2 separate regions of the Sus scrofa genome follow, and region 2 is linked to region 1. A link is a contact called in public HiChIP or PLAC-seq data. All regions are on one chromosome and are shown on one strand. Each heading gives the region's core, a stretch centred on a gene start, on an enhancer-like site or on the middle of the called end of the contact. The rest is flanking DNA. Distances are from core to core; before and after follow the strand shown. Region 1 holds the start of RPL35 (ribosomal protein L35). Region 2 holds the start of HSPA5 (78 kDa glucose-regulated protein).

Region 1 (5,324 bases), core at 32-2,531:
GCGAATTTTTAATCATGTTGAATATGAGGCATGTAGCAGGATGAGGGCCACTCAGTTAACGGTAAACCGCTCTTGAGGATCCACAGAAGTTGCTTGCACACTAACATAAGAAAATTACTGGGGACCCATTTTATAGAAAGGGAAAAAACCCTTAGTGATCAGGCAACCTGTCCAGAAGGTTAGATGTGGCAGAAGCAGAATTTTTATGCCCAAGTTGACTAACTCCAAACCCATGTTCCTTTCACGAGGCTTGGTTTTTGCTCCACATACAGCAGCTACACTACAACTCAAGTAAGAGGTGCAACCAAGTGAGGAGAGATAAGACAAAAATCAAGTGCTGGTAGGAGGTAGGAGAATGGGCTCCAGTTAGATATTCGGAGGCAGCATTAAAACAGGTCTTCAGGGACAGCCAGTTCTTTCCCCAGCCAGACAGGCCCAAGGAGGTGTCAGGCAAAAGGACCACAGGGTCAAATGCAGGTAAAGGCAGCGGGTCTCCAGGCGCCTCGGCCTGAGCAAGGGGAGCCGGGAGAGGATGGCTAGAAAGGGCGTGATGTTCCCACCCACAGATCCATGCAATAGGCACTTAAAACGCTCCCAATGCTTTTGTATCCCCCACACCCAGAGGGCCGTGGTCTGAACATCCGTCACTTACATCTTGGAGAGTTTGGAAGCCGCCCCGCCTGTCACTTTCGCGACGCGCAGTTGGGACAGCTCCACCTTCAGGTCCTCCAGTTGTTTCAGCAGCTCCTCCTTCTTCTTGCCCCGAAGGTCTCGAGCCTTAATCTTGGCCTGCGCGCAAGAAAGAGTAAAGTCTGGTCAAACACCTGCAGGGCCGTCTGCCCCACGGCCGCTTACCGAGGCCTCCACCTCCCGTCCTCCCCTCCTCCCGCGTCGTGATCAGCCCCTCGGGGCGCGCGCCTCGCACTGGGCCAAGGGTGCGCTGGAGGGCCTGCACGACCGCGCCTTGGGCAGGGCAACCCAGGCTCCAGCAGACGCGGTCTCGCCCAGGCCTGCTTCGAGACGGGCTGCCACCCCTATTCCGCAGAAGGAAAGACAGAGGCCCAGGCAACGAGCACCTCTCCGGGCCCAGGCCTCTGGTGGAAGGCGAGAAGCCGGCTGGGGCGATGCTAGGCCATTCCGCACAGCGTCCCACAGGCCAGGCTGGCAGATGAGCTCCCAGGACTCGCCTCGCGGCCCCCACCCCAGCCCCCGAGCCCCACAACGCGCAGATGGCACCCGATACCCCGGCCCTCACCATGGCTGTGCAAGCTGCCGCCGCCGCCTTCTTGGAGGGAAAGAGGAAGAGGCGGGGCTGACCTCGGCAACTACTGCCGGGTAGCGGTGGGCGTGGCCAGTGGCTCCGCGGCCGGGGAGCTCCAGCTCCTCCCTGCTACTTCCAGCCCTACTGGCGCGCCGCGAGTAATGAGTGGTAAAGTTAGTCCAGCTCTGCTCCGGGGAGCCGGAGCCCCGCCCAGCAGTGCTCGCCTCTTCCTTAGATTTGGTCTAATGCCCTGAGCAACGCAGTGGGGTAAGCGAGGCCTGGGGTGAGGGGCAATTTGCCAGAGATGGCAGAGTGAAGACGGATTCATTTATTTCTTCATTCATTCATTCGGTAAATCTTTGCTGATCGCCCAGTCTGCACTACTTCCAGCTAGGAACCAGTGTTCCGGAATATAGGGGATGAAGGTTGGGGTTTTCAAAGATGAATTAACATGGCCCCCCTCCCTTGAGGGAACTTGAACTTCAAGGTGGGCGGGGAGGACCGGGGTCAGACAGGTATAATCCAACTGCATAAATATTCTAGTGGAGGCAGCCAGTGGTAAGGTCAAGAGCAGTCATGGCTTTTTTAGTGAACCTGACCCGGTTTCAAATTCTTACTCTGTTGCTTGGAGCTAGCTGAGACTCTAGGCAAATCAAATCCCTTCCCCTGAGTGTCAGTTTTCTCACCTGTGAAGTGTGGTATTTGTGAGGATCAGGAAAATGACATGTAAAACTCTAGTCCAAGACCTGATGTGTAACAATTGCTCAAAGTATTATCCATATTAATGCTCCCAGTTTAATGAACACTTGAGGGGGCCCTGAAAGCTAAAGGGAAGGGAAAGTGATCAAGCTTTCTAACTGGACAGTTTTATCGTTGCTCCAACCAGCAAATGTGTATCAGTCAGTGCTCTAGTGTCACTCTACTGCCCTTAACAAAGACTCATCCGCATGTCTTAGAGCTCTCATTAAAGCCAGGTTGCCCCCTGTTGCTGTCAGGTGTCACCTCCAGGGAGCCTCTGCTTGTGTCTGAAGCTTTCTGTGCAATCCTCTCTTTAGCTCCAAACACACTGAATTAAAATGAAAGTTATGTGTTTATCTCCACAGCCAGCCTGGAAGTTAGTTCCCCAAGGGCAGAACCATGGCGAACACCTGGTTTATTTTTTCTAGACTCCAGGCCCAGCACATGAATACTTGTTGGATGAATTGAATTAAGAAGCATTGCCTCAGACCACAATGAGGCAAGACTTCCAGGAAGTGGAGGGAACTAGGGAAGAGAGGGCAGAGGACAGTGCTGGTAAGGATTAGTTTTACATGGAAGTTGAATGGTGCACAGGAACTTGGCTGTCCTGTTTTTCTAAATGCTTATAGTTCTGTTAATGATTGTGTACATCTTTTTGGAACTTGAAGCCATCTATGACTACTGTTTGTTATATGCCACATCCAATCCATTTCCAAATTCTACAGCCTTTATCTTCAAAATACCCAAACTTATCCCATTTCTCTTATTGGCACCTGCCAGGCCTGAGCCACCACTGTCACTGGGACCACTGGTGTCATCTCTTAAATCACCAGTTTGGCTCTTGCTCCATGTGTTCTCAGTACAGCTGCTAGAAGGACCCTTTTCAATTTTGAGTCAAATTGTGTCACTGCTCTGCCCAGAATTTCAAGGGCCTGTCAAGACCACATCCTTTCTTCAGCCTACAAAGCCTCACCCTACAGCAGCTCCTGCCCCCACCTCCCTTCCATCTCATTTCTTCTCCCTCTTCTGCTCCAGTGTGGCTTTACTGTTTCTGGAATACACCAAGCTTGCCCTGCCTTTGAACCTTTGCTTGGCTCCCTCCTTAACTTCCTTCAGGTCCCTGTTAAGTGTCACCTCCTCAGGGCCACCTCTTGACCATTAAGGTATTCTCAGGAACTGCATGGTTTTTTTTTTTCCCCTCAGCAACCAGTTATCCCTGACATAGAATCCTATGGATTTTGAAAATTCTGCCTCCCTGACTGGAATGGAAATCCACGATCATAACCAGTGACATTATTTCATTCACCAGTTTATTTGGGGGCTTTTTCCTTACTTGTAAAAGTGAGCATTTCTGGCTTAAAGTTCCTTCTGATCAGGATGTTCTGGGAATATGAATTTCTGCTGTATTGTGGCCTGAGTCACACAGATTTCTTTCAAGGTATGGAGCTGAAAGGCAAGTTTTCCAGGACCCCTGGGACTTTTATTCAGCACCTATCCCACTGTAGGAGTCTTTTGCTGTTGTTTTGCATGCGGAAGTACCCAGGCCAGGGATAGAAGCCTTGCCACAGGAGTAAGACTGCTGGATCCTTAACCCATTGAGCTACCAGGGAACTCCTGTTGGAGTCTGTCTTTAACACCCTAGATAGCATCCTAGTCTGGCAAAATTTTTTGATCTGTAGAGACAGTTCATGAGAAGTATTTGAAGCAATGAAACGGGTCATTTCACTAACTACAGGTCTTCATTAAAAAAGAGTACTATCATATGAAAACGAAGACCCAATGTAGTCTAAGGCTAAGGCTCATTAACAGAACCCCTCAAGCAACAGCCCACGCACCACAGAGTAGCACTTGACTCTGCCGTATTTGTGCTCTGCTCAACCTTCCCCATCTCAGACTGGGGAGACCCTTACTGCTCCAGCCAGACAAGACTTCTCAGGCCCCAAGACCTCGCCCTCCGCAAGAAGGGTGGCCACTGGGCCATCTCCCTATCCCTGCCCACCTCCCCCTCGGTCAAGGTGACTGCTTCACGCGCAGGGCTCAGAATACTGAGGTCCAAATGCCTTCACTGTCTTGTCAGCACCCTGGACACACTTTAAACGTCTTTAAAATCTCCCAGTACATTAACAAGAGTCACTACAACAGTAAGGCAAAAGCAACCTCCTCTAAGCTCAGTAAGGTAGCGTCCGAAACTCCTAAAATCTGAGACCATACGTTCTCCTAACCCTACGTCACTCCCTGGGCACAAGAACTACTACTCATCCTTCAGGCCTCAGCTGGATAGGTTTCTTCTCCAAGAAACCTATCCAGCACTCGGCAGGCAGCGCTGGGTCTCTTCTCCCGGTGACCCATGCCCCCTCAATCTGGACAGTGATGACACCCAGAGTCCCCGACCATGCACGCCCTCGCCCCTTCCAGAGCCAGGGGCTCCTCCGGTGCAGGAACGAAGCCGAAGAAGAGTGCAGTTATGGCGCCGCCCAGGTGCTGAGCCTTCGCGGGATTGGGCGCCTGTTTCCCAGTCAGGAAGACTTAGGCTACACGAAGATAGGAGTCCCGGAGAGAGTCACAAGGCCGTCTTCCAGAACAGCTTCTCGGCGCTTCCCGCCACACCCCGCCCATCCCTCCTACCGGCACTTCCGGTTCCGGCGTGGCCCGGAAGTGGGCGGGCAGCTGCGGCTGCGCGCGGAGGAGGTGGAGGAGGTGCCGGGTCGCCGCTTCCCGCCCCCGAGCCGGAGCCGGTTCCGAGCGGAGTGGAGTGGAGGTCTGCCCCGGAGAGGAGCTGGCTGAGCGGGCGCCGAGCCCCCGCCATGGCCCGGAACACATTGTCCTCGCGCTTCCGTCGAGTGGACATCGATGAATTTGATGAGAACAAATTCGTGGACGAGCAGGAGGAGGCGGCGGCGGCGGCGGCCGAGCCAGGCCCGGACCCTAGCGAAGTGGACGGGCTCCTGCGGCAATATCCTTCCCCAGCGCGGCGGCCTGGGCTCCCCTTTGGCCTGGCCTTCCCACTCCCCTCATCCCCGGCTCCGGCCCTTCAGGCCGACCTCCCCAGTTCTCTCATCCGTGGTTCCCTCAGGTCAGTCTCTCAGCTCCCTACCGATCCAGCTCCCCTCGGACCAGGCATCCCCACTTCTCTCACCCGGCCTCTCTACTTCCCTTGTCCCCGGCCCGGACCCCTGGAGCCCCTGTATCCTGGTGGGCCGGCTTGCTCGGCGGCCCCAGCAGCATGCCGGACTGGCGTCTGGCTCGGCTGGCCCCTCCTCTGCGAGGCCTCTCCTCTTTCCTCCCCCTTGCCTCCTCATCCCTCTCAGGCTGGCCCTTCCTTGGG
Region 2 (4,667 bases), core at 1,344-3,843, 290 kb after region 1:
TTTGGGATGCGAGTAGAGCCACCAACAAGAACAATTTCATCAATATCAGATTTCTTTAAATCAGAATCTTCCAGCACTTTCTGGACAGGTTTCATGGTAGAACGGAAAAGGTCCTAGAAAAAGACAATTACGGTGATGCTGTCTGTCATACTCAGGTATAATCAAAATACCTAAATGCATTGTCCCAACCTCAGAAAGTCTAACTAGATCTCATTAGCAAAGCAAAAAAAAGAAAACAAAACATACCATGTTTAGCTCTTCAAATTTGGCCCGAGTCAGGGTCTCAGAGAAGTCTTCTCCTTCATAGAAGGACTCAATTTCAATTCTTGCTTGATGCTGAGAAGACAGGGCCCGTTTGGCCTTTTCTACCTCGCGCCGGAGTTTCTGCACAGCTCTGTTGTCTTTCCGAACATCTTTGCCAGTCTTCTTCTTGTAGAGCTTGATGAAGTGTTCCATGACACGCTGGTCAAAGTCTTCTCCACCCAGGTGAGTATCTCCGTTAGTGGCCACGACTTCAAAGACACCATTATCAATGGTGAGAAGGGACACATCAAAGGTTCCACCACCCAGATCAAACACCAGGATGTTCTTCTCCCCTTCCCTCTTATCCAGGCCATAAGCAATAGCAGCTGCCGTACTGTTAGGAGAATGAAGAAAAAAAAGGAAGCTTAGTTATGTTGCCATTTTCCTATTTGGTAAATATACCATACTTTTGAATTAACACTTACGGCTCATTGATGATCCTCATGACATTCAACCCAGCAATAGTTCCAGCGTCCTTGGTTGCCTGGCGTTGGGCATCATTGAAATAGGCTGGTACAGTAACAACTGCATGAGTAACCTAAAAGGATAACAAAAGGTAATTAAATGGACTTTATCACACGGTTTAACCCTTAAGTTAGTCAAACCACCACTTTAGTTTCTAAAAAAGTTCATATTTAAGACTGATAAATATATATATATCTTTTTTTTCCTCTTGTCACACCACTGATTGAAACAAAACAACACAACATGCTGCCGCTTCACCCAAAAGTGGTGTTTTCACTCTGCCCTTTCTTGACGGCTCAGTGGGTCATTATCAAAAGGCCCTCTGAGTGCTTTTAGAAAGGTGAAGAGAGTGGTATATTTAATTTTATACCCATGTAAGGATGAAGTGATAACACAAGAAAAGTCCCTATCTTTTTGTTTAGCCAATAGTAAAGTATGCAAGTAATCAAAATTGATATACATGGATGTCATTCAGATTTTTTAAATGATAAAGGCATCTATACAACAATACAAATCAAGAATAGTAATAGTAAAACTCAACATTGTTCTAGAAATACTGACCTTCTTTCCCAAATAAGCCTCAGCAGTTTCCTTCATTTTAGTGAGAACCATGGCAGAAATTTCTTCTGGTGCAAATGTCTTTGTTTGCCCACCTCCAATATCAACTTGAATATATGGTTTAGTTTTCTTCTCAACCACCTATTTTAAAGAATAACTATTATTTTCAGAACTAGGAGCACTGCCATTACCAACTAAAAAGAGGATTGCCTGAGACCCACTTCCTCCCATAGTTTGGTTGACTTTGGTCCCCTGGAACCGAATACTTCAGGAGTATTGGTGCCTTACAATTTCAAGCCTCTTCGGTTTTAATAAGTCTCTTAATTCCCCCACTATCTACGGACAAAACAGTTACATGACATTTCTTTGCCAACCTTATTGTCTTAAGTTCTGTAACACATTAAAACTATCAAACAAAACTTTCTATTATACACATTATGTCTGTACCCTTTTTGATAGTCTCTGCACCGTTTTTCAGGAACTTCTTAAATACTCCCACCACCACCCACTTTCTATCTAGATGAGAAAACCCAGTCGAACCTTGAAAGGCAGGAACTTGATGTCTTGCTGCACAGACGGGTCATTCCATGTCCGGCCGATGAGCCGCTTGGCGTCGAAGACCGTGTTCTCAGGATTAGAGGTGAGCTGGTTCTTGGCTGCATCGCCGATCAGACGCTCCCCTTCAGGAGTGAAGGCCACATATGACGGCGTGATGCGGTTGCCCTGATCGTTGGCGATGATCTCCACACGGCCATTCTTGAACACCCCAACGCTGGCGGAAAAACCGAGGCAGCAATCAGCACCACGACGCTCAGGAAACCACGCCCCGTTCTCCCCTTTCCACCAACCCCACTTACCACGAGTAGGTGGTGCCCAGGTCGATGCCGACCACCGTGCCCACATCCTCCTTCTTGTCCTCCTCCTCCGGCCGCGCCGCGCCGAGCAGCAGCAGCACTGCAGCCACCAGGGACAGCTTCATCTTGCGGGCGCCGTCGGCCAGTCAGTCAGTCAGCAGGCAGGGCTTCGCAAGCAAACCGATCACAAGCCGCACCACCGGAGCGCACCAACGTTACCGAGCTGAGGACAATAGGGCCCGAAATCAGGAGGAGAGGGGACAAGGCAATTGGCAGGTCTGGAAAGGCAGGCCGCGGCACTTACCTCTCACACACACGGAAAGCCAACTCGATGCGTCTGTGATGTCTTGGCCAGCGTCGACCGCACCGTCGCCTGCTCCGCTTATATACCCTCCCCCCAGCCCCGTCGTGGAGGCCGCTGATTGGCTAGGGCACTGCTCGTTGGAGGCCACTGATTGGTCCAGGCCAACAAGCTGGCCGCCGCGGATTCGAAGCGGCCTCCTCCGCAATTAACGTCACAGCTACGCCCCCCGGGTGGACTCATTGGCTGCTGGGCGCGCCCAACAAACACCAATGGGAGGCAACATCCGCCCGGTGCTCCGGCCCCATTGGTTTCGCAACTGCCTGTCCGTGACGCGACCTCTCACCCCGAGGCTGTTTCCGCCGGTAACTGGTGAAGTCCCTCCTCTACGCTGGGCCTTGAGGGGCCGCGGCCGGTCCAGCATGCTTGATTCCCCCGAGGCGGTGGGACTTAAGCCTTTTGCCCCTTTCTTGCCCGGTGGCTTGCCCTTCCTCCGTCCGTCCCGAGGGATGCGGCTCTTCCTCCTCCTGGCCTCCATCCCATTCCAGGCAGGAAAGTGTCAGCGTAGAGGCTTTGAATCGCCTCAGGACAAATTTCTCTGCCCTTTCATAGCCACAACCGGCAGTAGAATGTCCAAGCCCCACGGCCGCTATCTTTGTCTTTTCCAGGCCTCTGTACATTGCCTTGCCCCTTTGTAAGTCTCAGGACGGGCCTGGGCAAAGTAATTGACTCCCAGCCCTGAATCCCCTCCCCACGGTGGCAGTTCTCTCCTGAAAAGCTTACTAATGCCATCCGGGGATGTGTCATTTTTCTAACTTGTCACCCCTTGTGTTCCCCTTCCCTGCCCATCGTTTCCCTTTGTGGCTCAGGTTATGATTTGCAAGGCCTTGCTCATCCTTTATGCCTTACCACCTTCACTCTGCCTGGAAGAGGTCTGATTGTACTTAAACGTATTTGTTAGGCAAAGACATCTTCATAATACCTTGTATAACATTCTGTAGCAAAAAAGATAAAGGCTACTATTTACTTCAGGCTTACTATGTGCCAAGCATTATTCTGTTTCCTGTGTGAATTGGTCCTTATAGTTCAATAATTGGCATTTCCCATTTTCCAGATGAGAAAATTTAGATCAAAAGAGATTAACTGGTTTAATGTGATAGAACTGGTTAGTGATAAGAGTTAGGATTGGTAACCAATCAATTTGCCCTCATTAACCAATGCCCTTAACAATTTAAAAATTAAGTTCATTCATTCAACAAATGTTTTTAGAGGACCTACCGGAGACAGGCCAAAGGCCTCATAAAAACTGTTTTGAGATGCTTACAGAAAATTTGTGAGACTTAGAGTCAGGAATTACTCCAGTAATTTTTTACACTAAATGGTTTCTTGAGATTCATTGGTATGTGCAATATTGTATCCAAATAACACCGAAAAATCTTACACACAGTTGACTAAGATTCTGAGTGGAGGAGTCAGCACTCAAGAATTTTCCTTTTTCCTTTAGTGCTCCTCAAAGGTTATACTGGTGACTCAGAGTTGACTCCATTCGTGCTATAGATGTTACATCATCCATCTCTTTCAACAGTGTTTGTAACAGTGCTGTAACACTGACCCTTCTTCAGGTTGCATCAGTCCACTTATCAAGCAGAAATCACCATTCAGCCACATTACAGCTACATATAATTTCAAGCAAATTTTCTCTGTATATCATAATCCATATCCATTAAAAATAGAGCTCTTAAGAGGCTGCCACTGTGACACAACGGTATTGACACCATCTTGGGAGCACTGGGACACAGGTTCAATCCTGGGACCAGCACAGTGGGTTAAGGATCTGGTGTTGCCACAGCTGCAGCTTAGGTCACAAACTGCAGCTCGAATCTGACCCCTGACCTGGGAACTCCATATGCCATGAGGCAGCCAAAAAAGAAAAGAAAAAAAAAAAAAAGAGCTCTCAATTTCAGCTTCATCTTTGATTGATGGAGTAACCTTTGCAACTCCCCTTTTTCTAAGATTTAGAAAAATGATATTTGGCTAACTTCCAAAGGGAATTGAGTATATTGGTGTTTGTAGTATCTTTTAAAAAACAAAATATTAGGGATTCTTATATATATTTTATATGTATGTATAATAGTATATTCCCAAGTGTGATCGTTTATGGATTGAATATGAAAGTGTGTAGGTAA

The links. HiChIP or PLAC-seq counts read pairs in DNA pulled down with a chosen protein or histone mark.
Region 2: a contact with region 1 is called in an H3K27ac HiChIP or PLAC-seq map of alveolar macrophages. The contact joins the promoter of HSPA5 here to the promoter of RPL35 in region 1. A contact is called at or near these places in 1 of 5 promoter capture datasets (fetal liver) and 1 of 2 datasets of contacts at active chromatin or transcription factors (alveolar macrophages).

The regions. Positions count from the first base shown.
Region 1 is chr1:265,640,997-265,646,320 of Sscrofa11.1, forward strand. RPL35 (ribosomal protein L35) reads right to left here and starts at 1,282. Exons shown (of 4, transcript NM_214326.2): 1 at 1,256-1,282; 2 at 653-789. The coding sequence starts at 1,258. ARPC5L (actin related protein 2/3 complex subunit 5 like) reads left to right here and starts at 4,804. Exons shown (of 4, transcript NM_001185134.1): 1 at 4,804-4,952. The coding sequence starts at 4,804.
Region 2 is chr1:265,932,366-265,937,032 of Sscrofa11.1, forward strand. HSPA5 (78 kDa glucose-regulated protein) reads right to left here and starts at 2,594. Exons shown (of 9, transcript XM_001927795.7): 1 at 2,485-2,594; 2 at 2,184-2,403; 3 at 1,867-2,098; 4 at 1,330-1,467; 5 at 729-841; 6 at 247-637; 7 at 1-113. The coding sequence starts at 2,305.